2 separate regions of the Zea mays genome follow, and region 2 is linked to region 1. A link is a contact called in public Hi-C data. All regions are on one chromosome and are shown on one strand. The core of a region is the stretch at or near the end of the contact, and the rest is flanking DNA. Distances in the headings are between cores, read along the strand shown.

The links. A called contact is a pair of places that touch in the nucleus more often than the background predicts.
Region 2: a contact with region 1 is called in a Hi-C map of leaf, with 2.8 times the contacts expected there. The contact joins the promoter of LOC542248 here to the promoter of LOC100381448 in region 1. A contact is called at or near these places in 5 of 25 Hi-C or Micro-C datasets (bundle sheath, ear, leaf and 1 more).

What each region holds. Positions count from the first base shown.
Region 1 is chr2:213,342,831-213,345,496 of Zm-B73-REFERENCE-NAM-5.0, forward strand. LOC100381448 (zinc finger protein ZAT2) reads left to right here and starts at 1,374. Exons shown (of 4, transcript XM_035965473.1): 1 at 1,374-2,666. The coding sequence starts at 1,567. The coding sequence ends at 2,424. It overlaps LOC103647767, which reads left to right. Exons shown (of 1, transcript XM_008672280.4): 1 at 1-887. The coding sequence starts at 269. The coding sequence ends at 634.
Region 2 is chr2:213,471,160-213,473,825 of Zm-B73-REFERENCE-NAM-5.0, forward strand. LOC542248 (alpha tubulin 5) reads left to right here and starts at 1,332. Exons shown (of 5, transcript NM_001111854.1): 1 at 1,332-1,513; 2 at 2,389-2,603. The coding sequence starts at 1,401.

The DNA.
Region 1 (2,666 bases), core at 124-2,623:
ACTCCTGGGCGCCGGGCCGCTGGATGGCCCATGGCCCTCGTGTTCCCCTGCCTCACGGCACGGCACCCTCGCCCGCACCGCCCACGTAAAACTCCTGCGCGCTCGCTTCGGCTCTCCCACTCCACGCAACCAGAACCCGCGCGCGGCAACGCGACGCGACGCGACACAAAACCCCACGAGCCACGAAGCCAAACCGAGCAAGCAAAGCAAGCATCTGAGTCCTGTCCTGACCAACCCCGGGCGCGCGAGGAGGCTTGGCCAACGAGAAATGGTGTTCAGCGCCTCGTTCGTGGCGGCAGCGGCGCGCGTGCCGGCGGAGCTGTGCCAGCGGCCGCCGCGCCCGGGGCGGTGGCGGCGGCGGCTGAGCGCGGACGACGTCCTGCGCGCCCTGTTCCTGCCACCGGTGCGGGAGCTCGGGCGCCTGGGCGACTTCCTCTTCGCCTTCTTCTGCCTGCCGCTGCCGGAGTACTACCTGCCGGGGTCCGGCCGCGGCGGAGGCTGGGTGGCGCGGGTGCCCGACGCGGTTCTGTACACCTACCGGAGGTCGCTCTCGGTCAGCTCGTCGTCCTCGTCCTCGTCCTTCTCCTCCTCCTCGTCGGAGGAGGACGAGTCACTGATTGCCGACGAGGAATAATGAAGTGTACACCATAGGTCCCTCTCGGTCAGCTCGTCGTCGTCGTTCTTCTCCTCGCCGGAGGAGGACGACTGATTCCCGACGAGGAATAAATAAAGTGTACAGGTTGCTGAATGCAACAGCCTTTGTGCAGGAGAATCGATTAGGTGTGTGTGGTTTGTACGCCAATTCTTTTTGTGACCTCTGTATATATCCAATCATTGCATTGCATATATCCAATCATTTGATATAAGTAGATCGGGTGTACACTTCATTTTGCTGAGCCGCAAAATCTAAATGATTTTCTAGGCTTTGTTTAGTCAATCTCCCGCTCGGGCCTCCGTTATGTTACTAACTAAACTTTAGGACTTGTTTGGAAAAATAGATCGGAGGGAACTATTCAACAAAATGTATTTTTATAATAATATTTTTTTCGAAAGGGCTTCTAGCGTAATATAGTTAAGGGTTATGATTAGCATCTCCAGATCACAGGTTCGATCCCATCGAGACGAATTTCGGATTTGTTAAAAAAGTCCCCTCATTATGTCTGACCCACTTCTGAGTTATGTCTTACACGCCACCCTTCTGCTGGGCTATTATAGAGTGGGCGGTGACGACCTGCTAGTAATAGGGCCAGAGTTCAGAGATTTTATCGATTGAGACCATGTTTCAGTCTCTTTTTAATCTCTACAACTATTAAGACCCAAATGTAGACTGCCCCCGCCCGCTCCCGCACGGCTCCCGCGTGAAACGCCCGCAGCGCACGCTACGCGAATCCCGCCGCGAAACGCTCGCCTGCCTACGCCGCGAATCCTGCCGCTACCGCACGCCCGCCCGCGAGAACCGCCTCCGCAACACCCTTCCCCAAACCCATTCTCCCCACGCGCGGCGCCTCCGCAACAGCAACCGCCGCGCCCGAGCCCCTCCACCATGTCCCATTCCCACCGCTACCAATGGCGCCCGAGCCCGAGCCCAAACCCACGCGCTGCGGCGGCCGAGATCCTGCCTTCAACGACGCGAACCCCATCCCCCACGCGCCGCGGCGGCCGAGATCCCGCCTTCAACGACGCGAACGCCAACGGAGCCCGAGCCCACCTCGCCTTCAACGCCCCTGCCTCCCTCTTTCTCCTCCTCCCCCGCATGCTTCCACTGCTTCTCTCCAGCGGCGCCGCCACCGTCCCTCTCGCTCCAGCGAGATCCAGATCCGGCGCGGCTCAGAGTGGCAACGCGCCGCAACCGCGGCCGCGCCCCACACGTGCCCTATCCAACCACCATGGAGCTCTTCCCCATCCATCCACCACGCCGAGCGGGAGGTCGAAGTGCGAGCGCTGGCCGACCAGGCGGCCCACATAGAGGCCGAGGCGCGGGCCGTCGCGTGCAAGAAGGTCTTCCGCTCCTACCAGGCGCTTGGCGGACACCGCGCCAGCAACGTGCGCGGCGGCAGAGGCGGCTGCTGCGCGCCTCCCGTGGCTCCTCCGGCCCCACCCCCGCAGCCCCAGCCGCCGCTGTCGCCATTGCCGGAGCACCGTGACGGAGGCGAGGACGATGACATGAACGCAAAGCAGCAGCCGCGCGAGTGTCCCCACTGCGGCCGCGTGTTCTTGGGGCAGGCTCTCGGGGAGCACATCATGCAGTCCCATGTGTGCGCCTCGTCGCCGCTTGCCGGCACCGCCACCGCCTCCACCACCTCAGCCGCCACTCCTGCGTCACCGACCAACAGTCCCTCCATGATCGATCTGAACGTGGCGCCGCAGTCCGAGGAGGTGGAGCACTCTGCCGTGTCAGATCCCCGCTTCAATCCAGGTGCCTGAAGCTGAAGCAGGCAGATCAGCGCCCTCATTCTGGATAGTTCCGTTGCTCGGAGGTGATTCTAGGTGAGCATCGTCAGGGGGAGATAAAGGTAAAAAAATAATAAGAAGAAAACAGAGTTGAAGAGAAGAAGCATCTTTTGTAGGTTATAAATGTAGCTTCCTTAAGTTTTCCAATTCCATTGATCAGTGATTACAATGTTCTGCCGTTGCTGTTAATTTCGTTTTCTGTTCGAAGCTACTGG
Region 2 (2,666 bases), core at 82-2,581, 130 kb after region 1:
AATTCAGACGACTAACCTTAGTTAAAGTGTGACATAGTTAGCCACGAACCAGACATGCCTTAAGTGCAACGCACTCGTAAATAGCGTTTTTGTGACTACCTCTATTTTACGGTAGCTTAGATAATCTCCAACAGCTTACTTATACTTATACCCATATTTAAACTACAGTCTACAGACAACACAATCTAGAATACAAAATAATGCAAAAGATGTTTTTGGTGACTATATGGATGAACTAATGTACTTTGCACCTATATAGTCAATAAAAATACCGTTTTGCATTATTTTACATTGTATATTGTACTGTGTTTATAAAATGTATTTTTGACGACCATATGGTGAACTCGGTGCAGCTTTTTTATGCTGTATCGTGTACTCCAAATCGATAGAGTACTACTATTTCATGAGGTGCGACGGACAGCCTGACCCAGCTCACCTGAGTGGCTGGCACCCCACGTGCCGGCGCTGGCCTGACACCTTGGCGCATCGCATGGTCCATGGCGGCGCCCACCCGGCCAGCCTATATCCTACACCCGGTCTGGATGCATCCAAGCCGAAGAGGGCCCAGGCCGGCAATGCACACACCACTATCCACGGATGGAGTGTGAAAAATAGGATGCTAAACCGTAGTTTATTATTAAAAAAAGTTTAAAATAAGTGTGAGATAGGCTTAAAATAGGAGATCTAAGGACCGCGTAAAAAATTGTCGCAACACTTGTCCTGTCAGTTAGCCGGATTAGACCCGCCGTGTCAGCTATGGTGACCTACTGACGACTGCTATAGACACCAAGGCACTGTGATTAGCTACCATCAGCCTATCTTATCATTTGTTATTTGTACATATGAGGCTGAATACATACCACGACTCTAAACCATCCATTTGGTTATGATCTTTTTTTTAAGAAAGTGCATATAGTTTTTTGACCAAGAAAATAAGCATGTAATTATGACTACCAATTGGTCGTTTTAGATTAAAGGCGATTGTTTGTATTGCTGTAGTTGTAATTTATAGAGACAAAAAACAATGTAAAAACAATAAAATCCAGTACAAACATTGCAATGGTCCACCTAGCATTCTTAATTCTTTGATCCTTTCATACCGCGTTCACGTTAACGGACGGCAGCAGCGGGCGGGCCGGCCGGCCGGCTCACGTGAACAACGCCCACGAAACAGCGCTGGCTGTTGCAAAAGCAACCGTTTCCAGTTTCCTCGCCAGTGCACCCCCCCTCCCCTGGCTCCCTCTCTCCTCCGCCCCCTTTTTTATCGCCCGATCTCACACATTTTGGAAGGAGAGAGAGAGAGAGACAGAGGGAGAGATTGGAGGGAGGCCCCTGCCCAAGGCAAGAGAAACCGCGGCGCGCGGAGAGGGAGGAAGGGCAGACGCAGACGGGCGAACAAGATGAGGGAGATCATCAGCATCCACATCGGCCAGGCCGGGATCCAGGTCGGCAACGCCTGCTGGGAGCTCTACTGCCTCGAGCACGGCATCGAGCACGATGGCACCATGCCCAGGTGAGTGCTGCATCCCTGTCGATCCGCCCGACGCGCTCCTCCTGTTTACCCATTTTTTGCAGCTTAAAGCTGTTGCGCGTTCTATGGAGCCGGCGCCTCAAAATTCTGGCGTGCTCATGCGTCGCATTTCCTAGATTCGCTGCGTTGTTTTCTTCCAATTAGTCGGAGCAAATGACGGGACGTGTAGGTGTAGTGATGGTACTTCCATATCCGTTTCGTATTTTTGGTTCGTCTGTTCCTTTCCGTTGCACTCGCAGTTTGGTCCTTTGCGACTGGATTTGTTTGTTGGGTGGGATGTGTTGTTGTTGTCTGTTGGGTTTTGGTGCATTTTGCCGGTTGTTGAGAGATTGCATGAGCCGGACCAGATGCAACGTTTCCTAATTAAGAGTTTGCGTTAGCGTTTTTTTTGACTATTAATACTAGGCCTGTTAATTAGGCAGGCGCCACAGAAGGATGCGTTGAGGTCGTGTAGAGGAGCTCACGTTAATTCTTGTGTGCTTGGGGACAGATAGGGTTTCCAACTCTGTATGTAAGGCGCAAGATCTGAAGAATTGAATCTGCAGGGATGTCATCTAAATAAATAATTTAACTGGGATGTTCTGATGAGTGTCAGACCATGGATCTCCCTGGATTCACGAGTTTCATCTGACCCTCTGTTAAAAGTAGCACCCTTCTCTGTTTGCCTGATCTTGTAGTACCATAGAAAATTGCCCTAATGCTGCTCCGCCTGATAATAGAAAAAATCCTGTTTAGGACCCCAAGGAGGCAGGTTTCATAGGCTATAAATTCTCTTTAAGCGCATATGCCAATGGTTCGTGCCTTATTGGAGTTCCATGCTATCTATTTTTTATAACACTGGTTTGATTGTGATGCAGTGATTCCTCGGTTGGCGTCGCACATGATGCCTTCAACACGTTCTTCAGCGAGACTGGTTCCGGCAAGCATGTGCCCAGGGCCATCTTCGTCGACCTTGAGCCCACTGTCATCGACGAGGTTCGCACTGGCTCGTACCGCCAGCTCTTCCACCCAGAGCAGCTCATCTCGGGGAAGGAGGACGCAGCTAACAACTTTGCCCGTGGCCACTACACGGGTAATTCACCTTGTGTCTGAATAGATAATAGGAGTGGGTCCTATGCTTCTGCAACTGTGGAAA